Linked DNA regions of Gossypium hirsutum: all the other regions are linked to region 3. Evidence: chromatin contacts called from public Hi-C data. All regions are on one chromosome and are shown on one strand. Each heading gives the region's core, a stretch centred on a gene start, on an enhancer-like site or on the middle of the called end of the contact. The rest is flanking DNA. Distances are from core to core; before and after follow the strand shown. Region 1 has its middle 5.7 kb from the start of LOC121218999. Region 2 holds the start of LOC107901583 (bHLH transcription factor RHL1). Region 3 holds the start of LOC107901582 (40S ribosomal protein S12). Region 4 has its middle 31 kb from the start of LOC107901584.

Region 1 (3,319 bases), core at 196-2,695, 180 kb after region 3:
AACTACAAAATTTGTTGTTAAAATACTCATAATTTTCATGAATTATAAGTCAGAAGGTGCTATAAATGTCTATATAATTTTGAGTTATTAGGCTAGCGTTGCCACGTCAACAAAAAAGTAACGGCATTAGGCTCGAGTATCAATATAATTGATGGAAAAAAAGTTTGGATATCGATCTAGGATAGAAAAATCCATAAGTACCAATCTAGGATAAGTGGATAAGTTCGGGTATCAATTTTATATTTAACCATAATAATAATAACAATAACATGTGAAAATAAGTATGCGTTACATTTGAGTAAATCAAATTTATATATTCAATATATTATAATATTAATGAATTTGAGTTTATATATTTCGTATAGGGTTAATGTACCATTTGGTACCTGAGTTTGGCTACAAGCTTTAATTTGATAGTTAAATCAAATGACATCATATGACCCAATAAATATTGTGCTCTAGGAAAAAAAATTAGTACTTTAATTGGGACAAAGAAAAAAACTCAGATACCAAATTAAACATTGAAGTCAAACTTATATACCAAATTGGGACCAAGAAACCCTTAAGTATCAAATTGAAAAAAAATCATGTATCAAACTAGTGTAAGATAGAGTTTACAACCCCTGGTCATGTGAGATGCATGCAAGAATCTAGCTTGCTGCCAGTGGCCACAAATTTTAGGGATCGTAAGTTTTCCCATATTATGAATGAAGCTCTCTAAAACACGATCATTCGCCTTTTTTACACAATAAAAAAATCAAATAAAAAAAAGTAAATTTAACATAATTTAAAATAATGAAATTTAAAGTTTCGTCTTATTGTTGTTGTTTGGGCTGTGGAAATATGCTTGTCGTCAAAGCGGACTAGAGAGGTGGTCATTCGTAAGAAGTCAATTTGAAACGAGATAATTAAAAAATATATTTTTAAATGAAAATATCGAAAAATTTAAAACGAGGGAGTTTGAGAGAAGGATGTGAATAAAAAAATTGAGGGTATTTATAGGGTAAAAAATTTATTGTTGGGAGTTTTAATTGTTTTTACCATTGGTGCAACAACGTTCAAAAAGTCATTGATTTTTACTGTTGGGGGAAAGCGCGGCTAGCTGGACAAGTTTTCCTACCACTTAGCCAAAAAGTATGGTTAACTAAACGCGCTTTTCTTTTCTCTCTCCAAAATCGACATATTTTCTTAAATAAAATAAAAACCCAAAAATCTAATTAAAGAAATTCGAGATATAAACCTAATTTTTCCCGTGAAAGAAACCTAATATATAAAACATATCTTTTATCTAATTTAATAAATTTAAAAAAATATATATTTGAACATCAATGATAAAATTTGAATGGAGTGAGGAAGTAGAAAAGACAAGTTGACGTGTTAGAGAAGTCGAATGTTTGGGGTTTAAAATGAAGTGTGGACAAAAAAGACACGGAATGGAAGGGCCAAACCCATGTGCCTCGAAAGTGGATCTTTAGTCACCATTTTGTCCGCTCAAAAGTGGATCTTTCTATCCTCACTTACGGTTGAATTTATTTAATTGAATGAAAAATCAATTAAGTGGATTAAAATATTTATTTATGTATATATTATTTGTTTATTAAATTTATTTTATTTTTTAAACATTTTATTTGATTGGGGCAACATTCAGACATCAACTTCCAAGATTAAAAGCTGGCACCCAACACAACTTTGCTGTTTAACGTTAACTATTTTGTCTTGTACACCAACTTATACAATCCCTATATTTTAATTTTAAAGAAAAGTAAAACAACTTTTTAATCCTCATTATTTACAGTTTCTTTTATCAAATTAGTCATTATTCTTTAAAGTACATAAATAACTACAAAAAATGTTTTACAAATTAAAATTTATTCCTTATTTCCTATAAAATATAAAAAAATTTCAATAATATAAAAATTTAAAAATTTTAAAAATTTGTTATTTACTCCATAAATAGTGATAAGGTAGTTTGAACAACCTTTTCTTATTTTAAATCATATTAACTTTGAATTGGTCTAAATTAAATTTAATATAATCATTTTTTTCAAAATACACTATATTAAAAGAATTTTATATAAAAATGGATCCGATTTTGAAAAAATACAAAAGTAATAAATTATTTTTTAAAATTTTTATTTATTGTATTTTGATCAACAAAATTACACAATATGTTTAAATTAAATTTGAATCGATTTAGAGTTTGCATCATATTTAAAATTTATTTTACACTAATATTTCATATACTTTATAATTAAATATAATTAAAATAATTATATATAAACTATTTGAATTAAATTAAAAATAATTGCTCAAATATGATTTAATATGGGCCTTATTACTATTAGAAGTACTCATGAGCAATATTAGACCAAGGCCTGATTTCAAAAAAAAAAAGCTTCGAGTTCATTTCATCCAAATGGACATTTTTCTATTTTAAAATAATAACAAATTATTTTATATTTAAATTTAATTATATAAAATTAATATTGCTATAATTTTTATATTTTTATTATTTTAGACAATAAAACCGACCATGCCAGCCTAAGGTTAAAAATATAAGCCCAAGACCATCTGAAAATGAGTTGGGCTGATCGAGTTGGTTAGATTACATAGCTCATAAACACTTCATATTATCATTTAAGGAGTAAATAGCATGTTCTTTGAAATTTTGGTTTTTTTTATTATATTTTTAATAAATTTAATTTTTTTACAATTAAAGAGTCATGTTCTTTTCATAATTTTTGAATTTTTTTTAAAAATTATATTTTTTTAAATTTTTTATGTTTTAATTAAAATATGAAACAAATATTTAAAATTTTTATGTAGTTTTAAAGGATAAAGACCAAATTAAAAAAAATTGTAAACGTTGAAGGCTAAAAAAGTTTTTTTTTACATAATTTTAATGGCAAAATTAGATAGAGGGATCGAGAGCGCCACCAGTCCCCCTAAAATGGGAAAATATCACATTGGCCCTTTTATATTTTATAAATTTATAAATTAGTCAAATTACATTTTGGCCCCCAAAATGATAAAATTTTAATTTAATCTTTTAAAATTATAAATATATATGATAATATAATGATGAAATTGAATTTTAGCTCTCATAAAAAAATATACTAGAAATCCTATCACATATGTATGCGTACGAAAACTACAAGTTTAGAATACATATGTTTGTTTAAGAATAACATGCAATAAATAATGAAACGTACGGTTTGAAACTAATTAATCATAATAATACATAAAATATGTACAATATTAAAATTAGAAAATTAGATTAAATTGTGAGTAAAATAAATACATCAAACTAGCAATATTA
Region 2 (3,017 bases), core at 40-2,539, 130 kb after region 3:
TTAGTGTATCTCTCCCCATAATTATAATAGATTCATTTTTTTTAATTTCCACGTTAACACTTTAATAAAAATAATTAATTAACAGCGTTAATATATTTATATTAACTAATAATAAGCATCAAACTATATTAAATTAAAATATAAACAGTAAAGCATATTTTTTTAACATAGTGGAGGAACTAAAATCATCATTTAAGTTTTGTAATATGATTGGAAATAATTCAAAATATGTTGCTAATAAGATTTGAGATTTAATTTAAAATTAAATCTTTTAAATTTTTAAAAAAAATTGGTATAATCTTTAACATGCTATTTTTTTTTCAGAATTTGTTTACTATAAGATATATTTATTAAGGGGTTTCAAAAAATATATATTTTTATTAATTCTTTTAGGAAGTATTAGATTAAATTTTAAATTATATTGCAGCTTAATACATATTAAACTTATTTAAAATTTAACCATATAATAATTTTTGAAATAAATATATTAAAATACGTGTTTATTTAAAACAACATTAGTGGCAAAAATAATATAATGTAAGCATAAGAGCTTAGATTCGGTCCTAAATAATTTTATTCCTCTTCCCCAATTATCAAAAAATAAAATAAAATCTACTTATATTTTATTTGACTTAACGAGATAATCTCAAAAATTAAAAATACATTTCTAATAAAGTAATTATGAATCAAACATATTAATATAATTTTCTCATAATTTTAATAAAATAACTAAAATTACTCATATATCTTAAATATGGAACTTCATTCAATTACAAAATCCGCCACATATTTTGACTTTACAAATGCTTTCATGTTCATTTAAATGAGCTTTGGCTCACGCGCTTCTAGTGGGTTGTTGGAAAAAGGAGTTTTGGCTTTCAACATCACATAAGTAGATATGAAGAAGGGAAAGCATTGAAATTTCAAAACTCAACAATCTTTAATCCCTAAATTTGAAGGCATTTTCAATTTGGTCCTTATATTCTTTTACACATTAGTTTTAAATTTTGGTAAATTTTATTCTTAATTTTGTATTCTATTAAGATATGGTGATGTGACACATCATCACTTAAATTCTTTCAAAAAAATTGTATAAATTTTAAAATACAAAGATATAATCTCAAAGTGTAATATCATTATTCCTTAACATAATCCAAATTTAGAAAAGTGAAAAATTTTTCAAACTCCAAAGTTTATTGTGGATTAAAAAAATTTAGGGACCAATCTGGAAAAATTGACAAATTCATGTACTAAATATTGCTTTATCCCAACTCCAAAACAATACCAAAACAAAACTACAAAAGCTATGCATACAGAGCTCCTCTCTATATTTAGTAAATCCAAACCCCAAAGCAAAAAGAAAAAAAGAGAAACTCGTCCCTTCATCTTCAATCTCATTCATCATCAAAGCAAAAAAAAACCCCTAATTATGCAGCCTTGTAGTCGTGAAATGCAAGCAATGAACTCTCTCTTAAACCCGACCCAACAAATCCCTCTCCAAGACCTTCAGATCAACGGTAACAGACACCACCATCAACAGATCCACGTCCCATCATCATCGCAGTTCCAGTATCCCACACCCACTTCAACAACCCACCATGACGACAGCTTCTTAGAACAAATACTCTCCTCCACCACGTCCTTCCCGTGGTCCGACGAAACGGGTCCTCCCAACCCCGAGGATAACAATAACGCCGGATTCAACTACGATGACATGGTTCTAGCTTCCAAGCTTCGACAGCATCAAATCAACGGCGGAGCTGCTGGTAACCCTTTTGCCGCTATGAAGATGATGTTGATGATGCAACAACAACAACAGCAACAGCAGATGATGTTAGCGGGAAGACCCACGGTTGCCTCCGCCGCCGCCGGAGGCGGAATCACCACCAATCATCAGGTTCACATTAGCTTTCACTTAGGGTAATATAAATATTGGCATGTATATTAATATGAATGATTTTATATATAATATGTTGCAGGGTGGAGAGGGTTCCATGCAAGCTTTGTATAATGTTTTTGGCGACGGATCTTTGCATGGAACTATGCAGGCGAAAAGCTTTGTGGGGGCTAATTCAGCAACAGAGATGACCCAAAGTCAGGGAAGTGGTCCGACGGCCGGAGAAGCGGTGACGGCGCCGGAAAAGCCTAAACAAAGAGTTAGGGCAAGGAGGGGTCAGGCTACTGACCCGCACAGTATCGCGGAAAGAGTAAGAGAAACATTTCTTAAATCAGTTTTTTTCAAGAAATCAAATGGATTTAAAATGATTTGTTTTGCAGCTACGTAGAGTTAGAATTGCAGAGAGAATGAAAGCTCTTCAAGAACTGGTTCCCAACGCCAACAAGGTACAGTTTCATTTTTTTTTAATGATTAGGAGCTTCAATGGCTCCGGTCACCGGCTCTCATTTGGTCAACTCCATCTTACGCGTAAGCTGGACAGGTGTCGATAGTAGGATAAATAAATCGTCACAGTGCAGTGTCTTTAATATTGCTCTCTGACTCTTTTATTTTAATTATATATAAACCATCCGGTTTTGGGAAAGGCCTAAAGAAACAAATCAATAATTGCAATTAATTAATTTGGTGAAATTATGGCTTAGTCCCTCCATTATGTTCAAATTTACAGATTTTCGCCATTAGCAAGTTTGGTTAAAACGTAGGCATTGATTTGATTTCTTCAGAAATAATCCTTTTGATGCTAAAAAAAGTTAATGTGGGCATAGTTTTTAAGGAAAAACTCACTTTTAAACGGATAATTAATTATGTTAATTATTTAGCCACTGATATTATGAAAAAGGGAGTAAATTAAAATATTCAATTTGAACAAAGTGGAAGACCTAAAAATAGGATTAAACCCATTAATTTAAACAAAAAGGAGTGTGTAATTAAAATTTGAATATTTAAACTGACTAATTAGTATTTTAATGGATGTGGGATTTGGATTTGACAGACAGATAAAGCTTCAATGCTTGATGAGATCATCGACTATGTCAAATTCCTCCAGCTCCAAGTGAAGGTT
Region 3 (2,998 bases), core at 157-2,656:
CCACCAAATGTGATAGATGCAGTATTGTTATTAATTGTTAAGAAGACATAATGTTTGAGTGGTAGTGATGGATGCAGTGCCTACCAAAGGTGACACTGCGAAAAGAACAACAAAAACAAAAAACAGAATAAATTGTTTATGCAAATCGATTTTCCTATGTTTGCGAAGTCTAGCTCAATGAGTAAATTCACTATCTTGCAACCAAATACAATAAGTGGTTTAAGTTCTATCACACCTTGGTATAACAACGTTTCTTTTGTACTTAAAAGTATAAATCAATCACTTCTTTCACTAAAAACGTGAAAACTTAGACTGCAAAACCACGCAACTAAATTGTTTTACTCTCTTAATGCACTCACTAGAATATGTTCCTCAATGAACATAAAGTGTTATTAACTCTCAATACAAAACCTATACAAGTCACTTCAAATATATAAGAGTTTGAGACTAACTATCATACTAGATCTAATTCAATCAATTCCATTACAAAATTGCAGGTAAAATAACATACATATATATATATATATGGTATGATAATTAAGTTCAAGATAAGTAGGATTAATTGAGATAAGTCTTTAATGCAGTCTTGATATGACCTCCATAATTCAAGGAATTTAATTGCTTCATCTGATCCAATCCTTAAGATATGTTGCTTCAAATGGATATATCTTCATAGAAGGACTATCATATTTCTACAATATTAGCATGATTCACATTCAAAATTTTTGTTTCAAAAATTGCCAACTTCAAACATTGAAAGTTATAAAGTCTGTCGCAGTGTTAGCTCAATGACCACTTCCATTAACATCGCACGAGCCACTTCAAGTATACTTGCCTCAAAAAATATTATTACATGTGTCATGTCATTTAAACTTGTTATTTCTACATATTACTCATAAAAAAATTAATTGATAGAGTTAATGATTACCGTTTTATGTTAAGATTGAGAATTCAAAATTTAAAATGTATGAGGACTAAAAATGAACAATATTGGAGAAAATGGGCTAAACCTACAAACTTTATGCATTAATAGAAGAATTTAACCAAAGGAATTTAAATGTTAGTATCTAAATCAAGATTGGAATTTTAAAATTCAAAAAATACAAAGACTAAAATTAACAATTTAAAAGTACAAATACTAAATCAACTACTTACAGATACATGATTAATAGCAAAAATTAACCAAAAAGATATAATTGCTACTATTTGGATTGTGATTAAAATTTTAAAATTCAAAAATATAGTAACTAAATTTAACTAATTTAAAAAGTATAATAATTAAATCCATATCTTACACATAATATAAGGACTAATAACAGAATTTCACCTAAGAAAAAACCCAATAGAATTTAGCGCATTACAAAGCCCAATTAAAAGAGAGGAGCCCAAAGGACCCAATTAAAAGATTGAAAGAAATAGGGCTTCGTTTATAAGAATCCCTTCTCTATTATTGCTAAAACCCTTCGCCATTCCTTCGCCACCCAGCTGCTGCAAATCTCTCTCGTGGGTTCGCCGCTCTTCATATTTCTGTTCTTTAGCTTTCGCTGTTTTTAGATTAGCCAAAAGATCCGGTTCCATTAACGCTTTCTTTTTCTTCTTCTTTTACCAGGAAACAATACCTCCGGTTCCAACTTCAGCTCAAAAATATGTCAGGGTAAGCAACAATTTATCCCTTTTTTAAGGTTTCAAGGCCGTTTTCAGTACACTATCACATAAATTTAAATCTTTTTGTTGGGTTTGTTCTGATTTCTCCATATGAAATTCGAATTGCTTTGCATTCTCATTATATACCCTTTGGGTTTGTTTGAATTGTTTATTTTATTTCAGATATTATTATTATTCGGAAGTTTTATCATGATTAGGGATAACTTTTTATTTTTATTTTAATGTATTTATGTTGTGTTCGTGCTGTTTGCTCTTGCAGGGAAGAAGTTGCGGTTGCCCAACCCGAGGCGGCGCCTGCACTCGGTGAGCCAATGGACATCAACACAGCCTTGCCCCTTGTGGTTAGGAAGTCACGAGCTCACGGTGGGCTCGCACGGGGATTACATGAAGCTGCTAAGGCAATTGAAAAGCACAATGCACATCTTTGCGTTATAGCTGATGACTGTGACCAGCCGGATTATGTTAAGCTGGTCAAGGCACTTTGTGCTGATCATAATGTTAAAGTGCTACGTGCCCCGAGCGCAAAATCACTTGGCGAGTGGGCTGGTGTAAGTGGCATTTTGTTGCTTGTTTATGTTTGAATTATTTCCTTGTGATCAGAACATGCTGAGGGTGCTGAACTGATACTGCTTGTTCATTATATGTTGAGTAGTTATTAGTTTTTGGAGACATTAAGTTAGAAAGCCAAATTGAAAGGGACTACTATTTCTGTAAATGCCGGTATTGTCATGGCACGATTGCATCTTGTGCCTTAGCACTAGACAACAACAGCTTCTTAGGTCCTTTGTGGCAAGTGCCATTTGATTAGGCACCTGCCCGATGTGCCTAGGTGTGCTTTTTTGCAAGGCAATAGGCATAAAATATAAGCTTGTCTGATTGAAGTCCATTTAAATTTCCTTTATTTTTCAAATTTTCAATAGATTATCTTTACTAGTAAGAAAGGGTCAGTACTAAATTTTCTCCTTCTCAATATTTGAATATTCGACAATAGGCATGGACCATAAGAAAATCATGCATATTGAGCAATAAAAAAAGTTGCTGTTTTGTATATATTTATATACAAAACACACATGCATATGTAATGCACTTCAGTCACACTAGCACTCTTTTTGGCACCTTGTGCCCGAGGTAGTATAAGGGTTGTAGCTCCTAAAGTGTGCCTTGCACCCTTGAAAATTGGTAAATGCTGATTGTGTTCATCTGTACATGCAGTTGTGTAAGATAGACTCTGAGGGTAAAGCACGAAAGGTAGTTGGTTGTTCCTGCGTAGTTGTGAAGGTATGAGCATGTACCTGGGAGTACAATCTAGTTTTGCTTAAAGAAATATTTGTCT
Region 4 (3,232 bases), core at 158-2,657, 220 kb after region 3:
AAATGCTCTCGTCTTCTTCGGTTTCTAATGTGGACAATAATGGAGAAAGTGATTCTCTTACTGAGGATTCCATCACAAAGAAGGTCTGTTTCAAGGAATCGAACGTGAATCTTAAAGATGTGATGGTTGTGGAGGATTCCAACACAAAGAAGGTCTGTTTCAAGGACTCGGATGTGATTCTTGAAGATGTAATGGTCGTGGAGTCATCACCAACGCCTTTTTTTTCTTGAAAAGATATGCTAGCGGGGAAGGATACTCCTGTGCAAAATAATACAAATAATGGCCACTTCCTTGTTGATAATTTTTCCCTCACTGAGCAGGATGTAAAGAAATTGGTTGTCGATGGTGTTCCTTCAATAGATTTCTCGGAGAGAGTATATCAGCTCTTGGAAAAGGAAATGTCAACCTCTGTAGTTCTCAAGATGCTTGGTCGGAACCTTGGAATCACGACTCTGCATGATAGATTATATGGGACTTGGAAACCATCTAAGCTTTTTCAATTAATGGATATAGAGAATGGTTATTTTCTCGCTAAATTTCAAAGCACTGATGACTATGATAAGATCCTCTCCTAGGGCTCGTGGGTTATTTTCGGTCATTACCTAACCGTTCAACCATGGAAGATCGATTTTAATCCTAGTCTACCTTACCCTAATATGGTTCTCACATGGATTCAGTTTCCTGGTCTTCCTAGCCATTTATATCAAAAACAGATTCTAATAGAGATTGGGGGAATGGTAGGCAAAGTTACTAAATTAGATTTCAACACGGATAGCAAAGCACGGGGTCGTTATGCTCGCATGGCAATTTATGTCAATTTAGGGAGACCTTTAGTTTCTAAAATTCTCATCAATGTAGCCCTCAAAGAATTGAGTATGAGAACCTACCTGTGGTATGCTTTAAGTGTGGCTGTTATGGACACATCAAGGAGAACTGTCCGTCTGTCACACATTCTTCAGAGATGAAAGAGAAGGGAGAGACTTTGGAACAAAACTTTTCAACTTCTGTGGTGGTCGGAGATGGGGATTATGGCCCCTGGATGCTGGTGGAGCGGAGGAGCAGACGCGGCACCTTGGATGAGATCAAAAAAGGTAATAATTCTAAAGGGGAGAAAATTATGGGATCATGATTTCAATTGTTAATAGGTCTGGAGGCGAGTTCAACGGAGGAGGATTTAATTAAGGAAAATTAGAGAGATTTGAAGAAAAAAGGGAAAGCTACATTAAGTGATACCCAAGAGAAATCTTCAACAGGTAAAAAATTTATTTTTAATGGTTCTAAAAAAGTGAATTTGGGCCTGTCGGTGGGAAAGCTTCTTAATGGTCAGGCCTGTGACCCTAAAACCAATACTCTCTTAAAGGATCATAATAAGGTTGGGCTCAAGTTGGGCTTGGTCCCACAGGTTCCTTCAGCTGCTAATCAGCAGGCTCCTTTGGATATTCAGCAGGCCTCTAGCAGTTTTGATTTTGGACAGTAGTAAGAGACCCAAGTTTCGAAGGAGGCTAGAACAGATCTTTCAAAGCTTTCTAGTGTCATGCACGTTTCACTACCCAGTGTTGGAGAAAATAATCAGTCCCTAAATTGAAGTATTTCTGACTCCTTTTGTCTTTTAGTTTTAAATTCACAGAATGGTTTTGTTGCAGACCACGTGAAGATGTACACTCCTATTTCAATCCAAAAACAAGCAGAACATGTAGTGCACTTTAATCCTATATTTGAGGAGAGTTCGTTTGTTAATGTGGAGGTAAAGGAAGGAGTGTTGGAGGCCAAAAACAATTCGGCAGTGGTTTTAAAAAAGAGAAGCATTCTGGAGCCTGTTAGAGAGGAGATAGGGGGTAGTATTTGTCCGACTGAAATTAAATTTCCTAGAGTGGTCTTGAAGGGACAAAATACAAATGCTAAAGTAACTAGCTCTAAAGAAGGGTGGAAACTCAATAAAACCTTAAAGGGATTGAGTAATCGTTTCAAGAACTCTGAAAATACCCGGGTTTATTTTGTTGATTCTATGAAGAGGGCAGCAGAGCTTATTGCATCTGAGATTGATGAAAATTCTGCTAAAGATTTATCGCAGAGAAAAGGAGAGAGAGAGGAGTTTTCTTCTACTGGCCACCATTAAGAGAAACTATTTTCTTTCTTTTTAATATGAATTTGTCTATTTTATCTTGGAATGTGTAGGGGTGTGCGTCTAATAAATTTTTACAAGTTTTTTGTAAGTATAATAATCAGTACAAGCGTAATATTATTAGCCTTCTTAAGCCAAGAATCAGCGGGGTTAAAACTAACACAATTTGAAGGTGGTTGGTAACTATCTTCAATTCATCCTGGCTTGTATTTGTTATAAATTGTATTTTCATATGATATTTATTACTTTTGTTGATGGGAGCCTTGATAAACAGAAAAGGAAAATTTTGTGGAAAGATTTAAGTCGCTCAGTCCCACGTGAGTATGTTCCTTGGATGGCCATTGGAGAATTTAACGCTATCCTATCATCAGAAGATAAAAAAGATGGTTATGACAAAGGTCGCAGATGCTAGTCTTTTGGCAAAGTTATGGACAAAGCTCATTTGCACGACCTGGGTTTTCAGGGTCCCCCGTTCACGTGGCATCGTGGTAATCTTTCTGAAAGACTTGATAGGGTTGTGGGAAATGACGCTTGGATGGAAGCCTTCCGCAACTGTTTGATTACCCATTTTCCCAGAATTAAATCTGATCATCGTCCACTGCTCTTGAATTTTTGTTATGATGTTAGTTGTGCTCCTAATCGTCCCTTCTAATTTTTAGCTGGCTGGCTGCATCACCAAAATTTCTCTGGATTTGTTATGAATAATTGGAGCTTCAATGGCAATATAACAAGTACAATTGCTACGTTTACGGATAAGCTTAAAATGTAGAACAAATGTGTTTATGGTCATATAAGTCAATGGAAGAGGCAGTTAATGTACAAGCTTGCTAAGATACACCATGCTTTGGATCTCTTGGGGTCTAATTGTCTTTTTCAGCAAGAAGTGATCATTTGAGCTTGAAAATATTCTCCACCATGAGGAGATACTCTGGAAGCAAAAGTCTAGATGTGAGTAGCTAAAATTGGGCGATCGTAACACGAGCTACTTTCACAAGCATACGGTTCAGAGAAGAAATTTTAATAAAATCACTACTTTGTGTAATGCTGATGGGGATTTGATTTTCGATCCTGAGGTTCTTAAGATGGAAGAAGTTAACTTTTTCCAGAATC

Evidence for each region. Hi-C and Micro-C count contacts between places; a contact is called where the count stands out from the background.
Region 1: a contact with region 3 is called in a Hi-C map of leaf, with 3 times the contacts expected there. The contact joins the enhancer-like site here to the promoter of LOC107901582 in region 3. A contact is called at or near these places in 2 of 34 Hi-C or Micro-C datasets (callus and leaf).
Region 2: a contact with region 3 is called in a Hi-C map of hypocotyl, with 4 times the contacts expected there. The contact joins the promoter of LOC107901583 here to the promoter of LOC107901582 in region 3. A contact is called at or near these places in 15 of 34 Hi-C or Micro-C datasets (anther, callus, fibers and 4 more).
Region 4: a Hi-C map of leaf shows a contact between it and region 3, with 3 times the contacts expected there. The contact joins the enhancer-like site here to the promoter of LOC107901582 in region 3. A contact is called at or near these places in 14 of 34 Hi-C or Micro-C datasets (anther, callus, hypocotyl and 2 more).

Annotation. Positions count from the first base shown.
Region 1 is chrD06:22,545,321-22,548,639 of Gossypium_hirsutum_v2.1, forward strand. No RefSeq gene overlaps it. Among protein-coding and RNA genes, the nearest start is that of LOC121218999, 5.7 kb to the left of the region's middle. Within about 2 kb of position 1,446, at least 3 of the 9 cell types and tissues checked have an H3K27ac peak or open chromatin away from gene starts, as enhancers often do. A contact at or near this core is called in leaf, where this site is marked.
Region 2 is chrD06:22,502,264-22,505,280 of Gossypium_hirsutum_v2.1, forward strand. LOC107901583 (bHLH transcription factor RHL1) reads left to right here and starts at 1,290. Exons shown (of 6, transcript XM_016827638.2): 1 at 1,290-1,897; 2 at 1,980-2,207; 3 at 2,278-2,343; 4 at 2,949-3,014. The coding sequence starts at 1,307.
Region 3 is chrD06:22,368,009-22,371,006 of Gossypium_hirsutum_v2.1, forward strand. It overlaps LOC107901582 (40S ribosomal protein S12), which reads left to right and starts at 1,407. Exons shown (of 6, transcript XM_016827636.2): 1 at 1,407-1,503; 2 at 1,610-1,654; 3 at 1,925-2,213; 4 at 2,878-2,943. The coding sequence starts at 1,647.
Region 4 is chrD06:22,584,089-22,587,320 of Gossypium_hirsutum_v2.1, forward strand. No RefSeq gene overlaps it. Among protein-coding and RNA genes, the nearest start is that of LOC107901584, 31 kb to the left of the region's middle. Within about 2 kb of position 1,408, at least 9 of the 9 cell types and tissues checked have an H3K27ac peak or open chromatin away from gene starts, as enhancers often do. A contact at or near this core is called in hypocotyl and leaf, where this site is marked.